Regions from separate parts of the Sus scrofa genome. Here regions 1 and 2 are each linked to region 3. The links are chromatin contacts, called in public Hi-C and HiChIP or PLAC-seq maps. All regions are on one chromosome and are shown on one strand. Each heading gives the region's core, a stretch centred on a gene start, on an enhancer-like site or on the middle of the called end of the contact. The rest is flanking DNA. Distances are from core to core; before and after follow the strand shown. Region 1 overlaps LPP (lipoma-preferred partner). Region 2 overlaps LPP (lipoma-preferred partner). Region 3 holds the start of BCL6 (B-cell CLL/lymphoma 6).

Region 1 (3,230 bases), core at 439-2,938, 990 kb after region 3:
CTGCATTGCTGTGGCTCTGGCGTAGGCCGGGGGCTACAGCTCTGATTCGACCTCTAGCCTGGGAACCTCCATATGCTGCGGGAGTGGCCCAAAGAAATAACAAAAAGACAAAAAAAAAAAAAAAAGATAAATATGCCATAACAAAAATAAGATTCAGAGTTACAATACATGTTTTAAAGTTGAAGGAAAATTTTATAACCCATTTCACAATCCTAGTAGAGTAAGTTTGCATATTGGATTTTATTGTCTTCTACCTATTTTAAGCAGAAGCGAGATTTATGAAATTTTTCACCTCCATCCAGGTGTAACTTACTTCTTTGTACCTTTAGCAGTTAGCACTGTCTTGGTCTATAGATGATGTCCATTAGTTGTTTTGAATTAAGGAACAATAATAATAATAACATTTAATGTTTTCCAGTTTATAAAACATTTCCAATGTAAATGTGAGCTTTGTTGTACAGGGTTTTTTGTTGTTGTTGTTTGTATTTTGTTGTTATTGTCTAATAGGAAATCAAGGCTCAGAAAGCATAAGGGGCTTGCCCAAAAACACAGCTGGTTAGAGGAATTTTTTTTTTTTTTTTTGGTCTTTCTGTCTTTTTAGGGCCGCACCTGCGGCATATGCAGGTTCCCAGGCTAGGGGTCCAATCGGAACTGTAGCCACTGGCCTATGCCAGAGCCACAGCAACACAGGATCTGAGCCGTGTCTGCGACCTACACCACAGCTCACAGCAATGCCGGATCCTTAACACACTGAGCGGAGGCCAGGAATTGAACCCTCAACCTCATGGATGCTAGTCAGGTTCACTAACTACTGAGCAATAACAGGAACCCCGGTTAGAGGATTTGAATGTAAGACTTTGTGGCTCTAAACTTTGTCATTTAAACTGGAGCATCTGTTAGTTGCTTATCACATCCTTGATTTCTGCCGGGGTAGAAGGTATTTTTAAATTTTGTAGGGAAGGGAGAGCTTTGATTTCTATACCCTTGTCAGAGGTATTTTTCAAATTCAAGGACTTTTGGTAAATTTGAAAGCAATTCTTTGCATTTCTAGGAGCTGGATTAGAGCAGTATTTCTTTGGAGCATTGCAATTTATTTCTCCAAAATGAATCTGCAGTAGGTGTGGAAATGGGTATCTGTGAGGACCAGAACTTAGGCAGCAAATGAAACCTCTTGACGGGTTCCCAGCAACAGGCTTATTTTGTATCCAAGTCTAGAAGCACAAGCGGGAGAAAGGAGGCTTTGGTGAAGTCAATGATGTCCCCACATCATCTGTAAGGTCAGAGAAAGAGCTCAAGCTCCGAGTTCCTAGTCTCCAGACAGATTCTCCAGCCACTTGGACAGAGTCCTATAGAGGTCTAGGCTTTTGGTAAAAGTCCACCGCTTCTACCTGTTTCTCCCTTCTAGTGATTAAACCTTGTCCTCACTGCCTCCCTGAGCTCACCACCATTGCTCCACATCCATCCCACCTCAGTGTTGCTTGGGTGCCTTCCGTCACATCATTCTGTTTCTGGATCCATATCTTTATCAAAGGGGACCCATTTGTTTCTTTCAGAAATGCTCCTAAAAATTTTCCCGTATTTGACTAAGTGTCCCAGTCATAAAGCCCTTTCCAGTAATCCCAGTACTGGGCAACCAGTTCCAGTAATGGAGGAGACACTTCCAGCTGTTAAGCAATGGTCATCCTTCCAAAGGAGATTGAGCAATCCCTTTTTTTCAAGTTATATTTAAAGCATGACTCCAGAAAGGCTGGAAGGCTCTCTGGATTCTGACAGTGCTGTAGAGCTTTTAGGGGAAAGGGCTGTGAAACTGGTCCTGGATAGAACTCTCAGAGAGAGGTAAACAAGGTTTTCACTTTCTTCATTATGTAAAATCACTTTAACAGTACTTATCAAGGTTTTGTGAAAATTAAATAGAAATTTTTGAGACAGTGGCTGCTGCCATTCATGAAACATAGTCAGCCCTCAGCAATATGTATTTCATTAAAAGGAAGGTAGGCACTTGAGAGCTATCCAAAGAGACTGACTCACTGTGTTAAACAGGAGCATCTGGCCACTGGAAGGAAAGGAGCAGCAGAAGGACTCCTGTCAAGGAAAGGGGAGTGGAGATTGTGACCTATACCAGTCTTTTCAGCATGAAAGTGGAACCCAGGAAAAGGACCTAGTTATCCATAAACCCAGGGCATGCTTACACCAACAGCCCACATGGTGTATCCTGTCTTCCATGTGCCCTGGATGGAAATAATATGGTAATACCAGCCAATGCCTTTTGCATTTAAAGGGTGCTTAGCTTTTCCATGCAATTGCAAATTCACATCAGGAAATATCAAGATGAAAAATCCAAACTCACTTTCTCGTGACATTCAGGACCATTCTTGTCACTTGGCTCAGTTTCCATGTACCTGAATTGAAGGCTGCAAGGCAGTATACAGACATTGAATCAAAGAGAAATCAATTTGAACCCAGACTCCATTACTCTATACATTTATTCAGTTCTCTAAAGCAAGTGTATAAAACGAGGTTGATAGTACTTACTGTGTTGGACTCTTGGGAAGATTAAATGAGTTCAGGTAGGTGTCAAGCACAGTGTCTGCCTCCTAATAGATGTTTAATAAATGCTAGCTGTACTATTACTGAGATTCACTCTGAAGACATTTATCATCCCTTACCTCCTCTGGAAAATAGATTATATAAATATATCATAAGAATTTACATCATAACGTCTTTCTTCAGTCTTTTGCTTTTCTCTTCTGTCACTGTCTCCTGGCAAGGCTGTAATCTCAATGAGCCCACCCACTTGTGTTTTGCTCACCCACCAAAGCAGTTGAACATTGCAGGAGAAAAGCACAGAGCCAGGAATATTGATATCGTGATAAATTGTGACCAACTTTGACCCCAATCACAGCCTACATTCTTACACACTGCTCTCAGCTGTTACCTACAGCCTCCACTCTACCCCAGTTTCTGACTGCCCTCCACCCCCACTCCCTCCTCCAGGGACGACTGCCTCATTCTCCACAGTGAGAATGAAAGGCACAGGGTGACACTCCCTCAGCTTGTGCCGTCAAATTTACTCCTGTCCTCTCCATTCCTTCTGTTAGAGTAGCAGAAGAGCCCGTCAGCTTATCAAATGCCAATTAGTGTAAACGTACTCTGGGTCTAAAGGTGTTCTGATCCTGTTTCCCCTGTCTTCTCAGGACCCTCACTCCATAGGTCATCCATTCTTCATCCTG
Region 2 (3,091 bases), core at 240-2,739, 510 kb after region 3:
GCCTTTCTTCCTCTTTCTCTTGTCTCTTTTTTCTCTTTATAACCTGACTCAACACCCTTTACCCAGTCTTACCAAGAAGCCCATATTTTCTTCATTCCTTTCATTGTCTCCTCTTTTGTCTGCTTATGTGTAGTATGTGGAGTGCAGCAGATGAGCCTTGATGCTGGCTTGATCCCAACTTCGTGCTCACTCTATAGCTGACCTGTGTTGGTGATTCACTTCTGGGCATGGAGTGGTGGGTTGATGCCCATGTTGCCAATCAGAACTTGGAGGAGGGAAGGGTGGCTGGTGGCTCTGGGGCTTTTGGTTGCCCATCTAGCAGCACTGCAGTGTCAGGATCCTGCTGAAGAGATGAACATGGCTCCAAATCTTCAGCGCACTAGCTGTTAATCAGCTCAGAGGGGCCTTTCTCAGGAAGTCTTTCTTGATTATCTCCTTTCTTAATTCTTATCATGCATCTATGCCAGAATAGGAGCTCAGTAAATTTATTTATTTATTTATTTCTTATTTATTTATTTCTTTATTTATTTGCTTTTTAGGGCCATACTTGTGGCTTATGGAGGTTCCCAGGCTAAGGGTTGAATCAGAGCTGTAGCTGCTGGCCTACGCCACAGCAACACAGGATCCAAGCTGCATCTGCAACCTACACAATAGCTCACGGCAATGCCAGATCCTTAGCCCACTGAGCAAGGCCGGGGATTGAACCTGCATCCTCGTGGATGCTAGTCAGATTCATTAACCCCTAAACCATGACAGGAACTCCGAGCTTGGTAAATTTAGTTTCTTTCACTTCTCTGAAGTCTCATGTCTCTTTATTTGTGCTTGACTTAATGGCACTTGCTCTTTAATTTCATGGTTCTTGTGCCCATTTCTTACCCCCCTAGGAGGCATGGACCATTGCCATGTGTGTTGAAGTGTGTTAAATGAACTAGGGATGCATGGGAGGTGGGGACACATTTTCCTTTTATAAAAACTAAAACTACTTTCTTGTTTTGTGATGAAGATCTTGGAGCCACATTTAATATTAAATCTTAGATTTTAGTGGCTCAAATGCAGATGGCTAACCTCTCCATTGACTGAGTGGTTGAATTTTCAAGTGCTTCAAGTTCAAACCTGGATTTGAACTCAAGTCTGAGGTTTTTCAGATGCCTGATTATTTTTGGGTTGTTGTCATCCACCCCTAAACTAGATATTTGGGAATGGGACCATGATAATTCCCTAGTAGATACAAAGTAGACCTGGAGCTTTCTTCCCAGTTTCCATGATCATGACCCCCCTCTTTCATGCTTTACTTCTTGCCTTTTGTTTCTGTGCTGGATTTCAGCCCCCAGCCTCTCTGGTTAGCATGATGACTCATGTTTATAGCACATGTACTAAGTGTCAGGCATTGAGTAAATGACTTTCCATACTTCCTTTCATTTAATCCTCAAAGCCAGCCTGTGTAGTAGGTACTAATATTAGCTATGTTGGATGATGAGGAAATCAAGGTTTAGAGAGGTTTAAGTAACTTGACCAACATCACACAACATGTAATGGCAGGGCGGTTAGAAGCTAGATCTCTCAGACACCAGCTTTTGATTTCTAAATTATTCTATTCATTCCTCTTTTTCGTTCCTGCCCTTTTCTGCTCACCTTGCTTATGAGAGCCAAGGACCAGGTAGTGGCTGGGAGGAGTGCTCTGTCCTCATTTTGCCTATTGGCACCTGTAGCCAGAGCTCTTGAGTGTATGTTCTATTCTTCTGACCTCTCACCAGATTTAAATTGGCTTTCAGGGCTGAATTCACTGACAAGCACCTTCTAATTGGTTCATTGTTTTTCATGGTTTACTTGGTTTATTACCAGTGAGGGACAGCTTGACATTTACTTTCCTATCTGTTGGATTCTGATCTCCTCTCAGTGTTTCTCTACTCTTAGTAAAAGCTCTGTGACTGTAGATACAATGATAGCAAGTGCCTTTTCACATATCCACTATAATGTAATATATTATAGTAAGATCTAGAGGAATACTTGAGTATTTGGGAGTAGTCTAAGAAATGAGAGTGAGGTTTGGAGAGAGATGTGGCCTTCACATCTTCTGGTGGTTGATGGTGGGCACAGTCTAGCCCCCTTGAAATCACTGTGCTCTCCAGGGACCTGTCTCAGCCCGGAGCTTATATTATTGGTCCATAGCATTTTTATATTGCTTTATACTTGCAAAGTGCTTTCCAGTGATTTATTATCTGTTCTTGTTTTTAATAGTCCATAGGCAAGTTGATATCCAGCCTTCTGGGAACACAAATGCATAGAGAAGGCTCATCTCATCAGATATTATTGGATCTGGGGTCAGAACTCTGCACTCCTGGGATAAAGCCATTTGAGGTCATTGCCTCATGAGGATTAATAGGAGATCAAGTGGACTTAACTTTAGCTTCCAGTCTCTCAGGCAGAGGTGGAATGATGATAGCTATTTAAGGAAATTGCATGAAAGTCATTATCAAAAGATCAGGATTCCAGTTCTTACTCAGCTGTTGACCATCTGTATTAACCTTGAGTCATTGCTTTGCCTGTGTCTTGAATTCATTCTTTGGTAAAACAAAGGTTATCCTTCAAGTCCCTTTTAGATCCATCATTGTGTTAAGTGTAATTCTATGACTTTAGATCCCTTCTTTGGAAGGGGTAGTTGGTGAATTATGTGACAGGAGACATGGATATACATTCTCAGCAATTAGGGGATGTGCATTCAGAAAATGCTCACTTTCCCTCTTCTAGGATCCAAGGACACCCTGACAATGCTAAGCCTTCAGATTCATCTGATGAAGCACATCGTCTTCACTCACTATGAAACTGAAGTAGTGAGTGGAGCTGTTAGAGGAAAGGCAGACTGGAGCCAAGACCATTAATCCTGCATCTTATGGATGTTCTAGAAAGTAATTAGCAGGCTTGATTACCTCACTGGTTCAACACACGTTTTAGGGATGTGATGTAATGTGAGGAAACATTTAGTTGTCAGATTTTAGGTCTGTATCAAATTTATTCTTGCAGGAAAAGCTAGTTGTCCTGGCAACCTGAAATTGATTTTCTTTTTGCTCTTGTCAGCTGAAACTGTCCCCTT
Region 3 (3,496 bases), core at 959-3,458:
AGTGATAATTGCACAAACATCTATGAAGCAGCTGGCATCCAGGCATGGTTTTTCAGGATGGGTGGGAGGAAAGAGCCTATCAAGTGAATGGCAGGAAGCAAGAAGCAGGGATGCCCATGGCATATCTGGATAGCAGGAGTATGCAAGCGCAGTGGAAAGTTAGGTTGTGGCATGCCACAGAGGATTCTTTTTACTGCATGCACACATTATCAAAAGTTTATGATCCTTTCTGATCCCATCCATTTCCAAGGCTTCCATCTGGGTAGCAGCTCACCTGGCTTTGATGAACTTCCGGCAAGTGTCCACAACATGCTCCATCTGCAGGTACATAGCTGTGGCCATCACTGCCATGATGTTGCCCTCCCGCAGATTGAGCCGAGACGTGTACATGAAGTCCAGGAGGATGCAGAACCCCTCCGGGTTGATCTCGGGATCCAGATTGATCACGCTGAGATTGCATTTCAACTGGTCCGTGAAGATGCTGTAGAAGAGGCCACTGTAAAACAAAGAAATGTCTCACTATAACAGACATGTAGAAACTATCATCAGTTATAGTCAGCATCCTGGACCTAGCTCCAGAATTTCCTTGGCAATTAATCATAGCTGCCATTTATAGAGGGCTTAATCAATGCCAGAGAGTCATTAAGCACTTTCCACACACTGTCTTGTGTTCCTTACAACCTTGCCAAGGATAGTAGACTCTCTCCTTGTCTCCCTTTACAAATGGGGAAACTGAGATCAGAGGAGTCAAGTGATTTTCCCAAAGTCACAGAACCTGGATTCCTTTTAGTCTTAACTTCATGGATTACCAGAGCTAAATTTAGCACTCATTTGTAGTAACTATTTTAGTCTCTATCTTTGGGATAAGCATTTTCCTTCTTGTTCCAATACATTACCCTTAATTTTAAATTCTTAGTGTTTGTTTTAGAAGCCAGTTGGGTGTTGATAACAAATAAATAAAATGACGCCTGCCATCTATGGTTTACTGACTCTCTAAAAGTCCATAGACTATTACAAGATCCATATTCCAAGGAGAGCCAAGTCAAAGTCAAGCCATGCCTCCAGGAACCATGATGTCTGGAAGAGGAAAGAGCACTCAGTTAGAGGCCAGAATTCTCGACTGACATCTGAATTCTGCTCCTTCTGAGCGAGCAGCCAGAAATGAACTGGACTTCACCCCGTAAGTAGCTATGCAACCTTGGGTAAGTTACATCACTGCTCTGCACCTTGCTTTCCTTATCTGCCCAGCACGAAACATGCTGTCTATCTTACAGGGTTGTGGCAGGAATGAAAATGTAAAAGGGACAGAATGATGCCTGGCACATGGTAAGCACTTGGTGAGCATTATCTATTCTTTTTATCTCTCTATAAACCTCTGTTCTCTCTGCTGGTAAAAAAAAAAAAAAAAAAAAAAAAAAAGTGCTCGTTGTAGGTGTTGAATAAGCCTCTACTAGCAATTGGGATCCTTGGCTCTACATCAGTTCACCTATGAATGTCTTCATTTTATCATCTACAAAACAGAGCTAGTCATGCCACCTACAACACAGGCCACTAGGAAGATCCAGGGAGATGATGTAACATAAAACTGCTCTGAACCCTTGGAATACTTGTCAATCACTTTCACCAACTTACATATGCTCTGAAAGACCTGTGGAAGTATAGTCACGGCATAAAATAAAAATCACAGGAAAATAAAAGAGCAAAAGATTTCAAATTAACTTGCTTAAAATATTTTATAACTCTCTTTCACTTTTCATTATTTCACTGGTTCACTGAAGTCATTCACCAGATTTGCCCCAAACACATCTCTGGAGATGGTATATGATTTCTTCTCCTCTATTCCCACCGAATAGAAATGCTTTCTTTTCTAAAAGTGTGGTCATTCATTTGCTTCCTGGGAACCCACCCTGCCAGGACAGTGCTAAAGATCTGGAGACACAGGAGACGTGATCCCAAACCCGGAATGGGGCCCCCACGCTCCGCACTGGCAGCCGGCACTAGCATACCCCTTACAGCCATCATCTGCCTTCTGCTTCCAGATCCCTCACCTGCAGGCCATGAGGACCGTCTTATGGGCTCTAAACTGCTCTCGGCTCACCACTATGACAACATCAGTCAAGATGTCGCGGCTCCGGAGGCGATTAAGGTTGAGAAGAACGTCGCTGGCATGGCGGGTGAACTGGATACAGCTGTCAGCCGGCGAGGCCATTTTTCCTTCACCTGAAAGAAAAGGTTAAAATCCTGTTACTCCTCCAGGACCTAGTTCCTTCTTCCCAGGAGTGTCAGAGCAGGTGGGCCAGCCTGCTCCCTTGTGTTTGCTTTTGAACAGTTCATGACCCATGTCTGGACACTGCTCTCCACGTCTATAAAAATGAGATAATAATCTTTATCCAATTTGTTAATAGAAACCCCTATAAGGGAAAGAGGAGGGAATGAATATTGGATGAATGTTTTCGGTTTGTTTGTTTGTTTTTTTTTTCCCAGATACCAGCATTGAGAGGCAATGAGTATGACAGAGGAGAGAAGGCACGCTTTGAAGGTTAGCATGTTGGCCATACCTTTTGCAAGCTGTGTGACTTGGAGCAGCTTGTTTTATGGTTTCTGGGCTTGAGTTTCCCCCAAATGGGAGTAGTAATACCCATGGGGTTGTAAAAATTAGTGGAATTTCTCATAAATCACAGCTATTCTCATCAGTATCTCATTTCATTATCCTAGCTACCATCTGTCTCTCCTCTACCAGGCTTCAGAATTATTTGAATGTATCTTGAGCACCAAGCACATTGCTGGTACACAGTAGGTGGTGAAATTAGCGTGAACCAAGAACTGAGTAAGGAAATGAATGATCACACAACAGTGTTAAGATAGTCCAATGCCAGGGTAAAGGGGTTGGGGGCAGGGCTGGCTGTGATGGAGAGGCAACACACTCTCCTTTATCTCATCTAAGGAAAAGTGGCACTGTTCACAGAAACACACGCATTGGCAAATTTGAAAGAAACAGTTTCTCCACAAAATTTTAAAGCATATAATTCAATTTACTTACCCAATGCCTTGATTCACAGTCCAAAATTTTGCTTAAAACCTGCAGGGAAGAGAAAAAAGCAAACAGAAATTGATTTAATGAATGTAAGATTGTCCACTATAGTCTTATTTTAGGACACACATATTTAGTTTTACTTTGATAGCTGCAGCCTGCCAGCTGGTGCGGTTTTACCACAAGCTAGCACACATTTTTTCCAGCTCGGCTCTTACGGAAACAACAGGCACTCGAAGCTATGCAATAATAATGTTTTTTACCCCGAGTATTGGGAATACGATTTCATACATCCATACACACACACACACACACACACACACACACACACATGTATTTCTTTTCTCAAAGTAAGAAATGTATGCCGTTGGGTTTATGGTAAAGAAAAAAAAAAAGAAAAACTATTCTTTCGATATTAATGAGAATGATCCTTCAGAGGCCTAAAAACTCAGGCCACTTTTCAAA

What was found. A called contact is a pair of places that touch in the nucleus more often than the background predicts. HiChIP or PLAC-seq counts read pairs in DNA pulled down with a chosen protein or histone mark.
Region 1: a contact with region 3 is called in an H3K27ac HiChIP or PLAC-seq map of alveolar macrophages, with 14 times the contacts expected there. The contact joins the enhancer-like site here to the promoter of BCL6 in region 3. A contact is called at or near these places in 4 of 5 promoter capture datasets (fetal liver, fetal skeletal muscle and liver), 10 of 47 Hi-C or Micro-C datasets (embryonic fibroblasts, fetal heart ventricle, fetal skeletal muscle and 5 more) and 2 of 2 datasets of contacts at active chromatin or transcription factors (alveolar macrophages and skeletal muscle).
Region 2: a Hi-C map of skeletal muscle shows a contact between it and region 3, with 4 times the contacts expected there. The contact joins the enhancer-like site here to the promoter of BCL6 in region 3. A contact is called at or near these places in 2 of 5 promoter capture datasets (fetal liver and skeletal muscle), 9 of 47 Hi-C or Micro-C datasets (embryonic fibroblasts, epiblast stem cells, fetal skeletal muscle and 3 more) and 2 of 2 datasets of contacts at active chromatin or transcription factors (alveolar macrophages and skeletal muscle).

The regions. Positions count from the first base shown.
Region 1 is chr13:126,377,348-126,380,577 of Sscrofa11.1, forward strand. The region is part of intron 8 of LPP (lipoma-preferred partner); the gene reads left to right. Among named protein-coding and RNA genes, the nearest start is that of MIR28, 97 kb to the left of the region's middle. Within about 2 kb of position 1,689, at least 9 of the 83 cell types and tissues checked have an H3K27ac peak or open chromatin away from gene starts, as enhancers often do. A contact at or near this core is called in retroperitoneal adipose tissue, skeletal muscle and subcutaneous adipose tissue, where this site is marked.
Region 2 is chr13:125,900,647-125,903,737 of Sscrofa11.1, forward strand. The region is part of intron 2 of LPP (lipoma-preferred partner); the gene reads left to right. Among named protein-coding and RNA genes, the nearest start is that of LPP, 120 kb to the left of the region's middle. Within about 2 kb of position 1,490, at least 5 of the 83 cell types and tissues checked have an H3K27ac peak or open chromatin away from gene starts, as enhancers often do. A contact at or near this core is called in alveolar macrophages, fetal skeletal muscle and skeletal muscle, where this site is marked.
Region 3 is chr13:125,387,655-125,391,150 of Sscrofa11.1, forward strand. BCL6 (B-cell CLL/lymphoma 6) reads right to left here and starts at 2,209. Exons shown (of 8, transcript NM_001315701.1): 1 at 2,049-2,209; 2 at 275-496. The coding sequence starts at 2,209.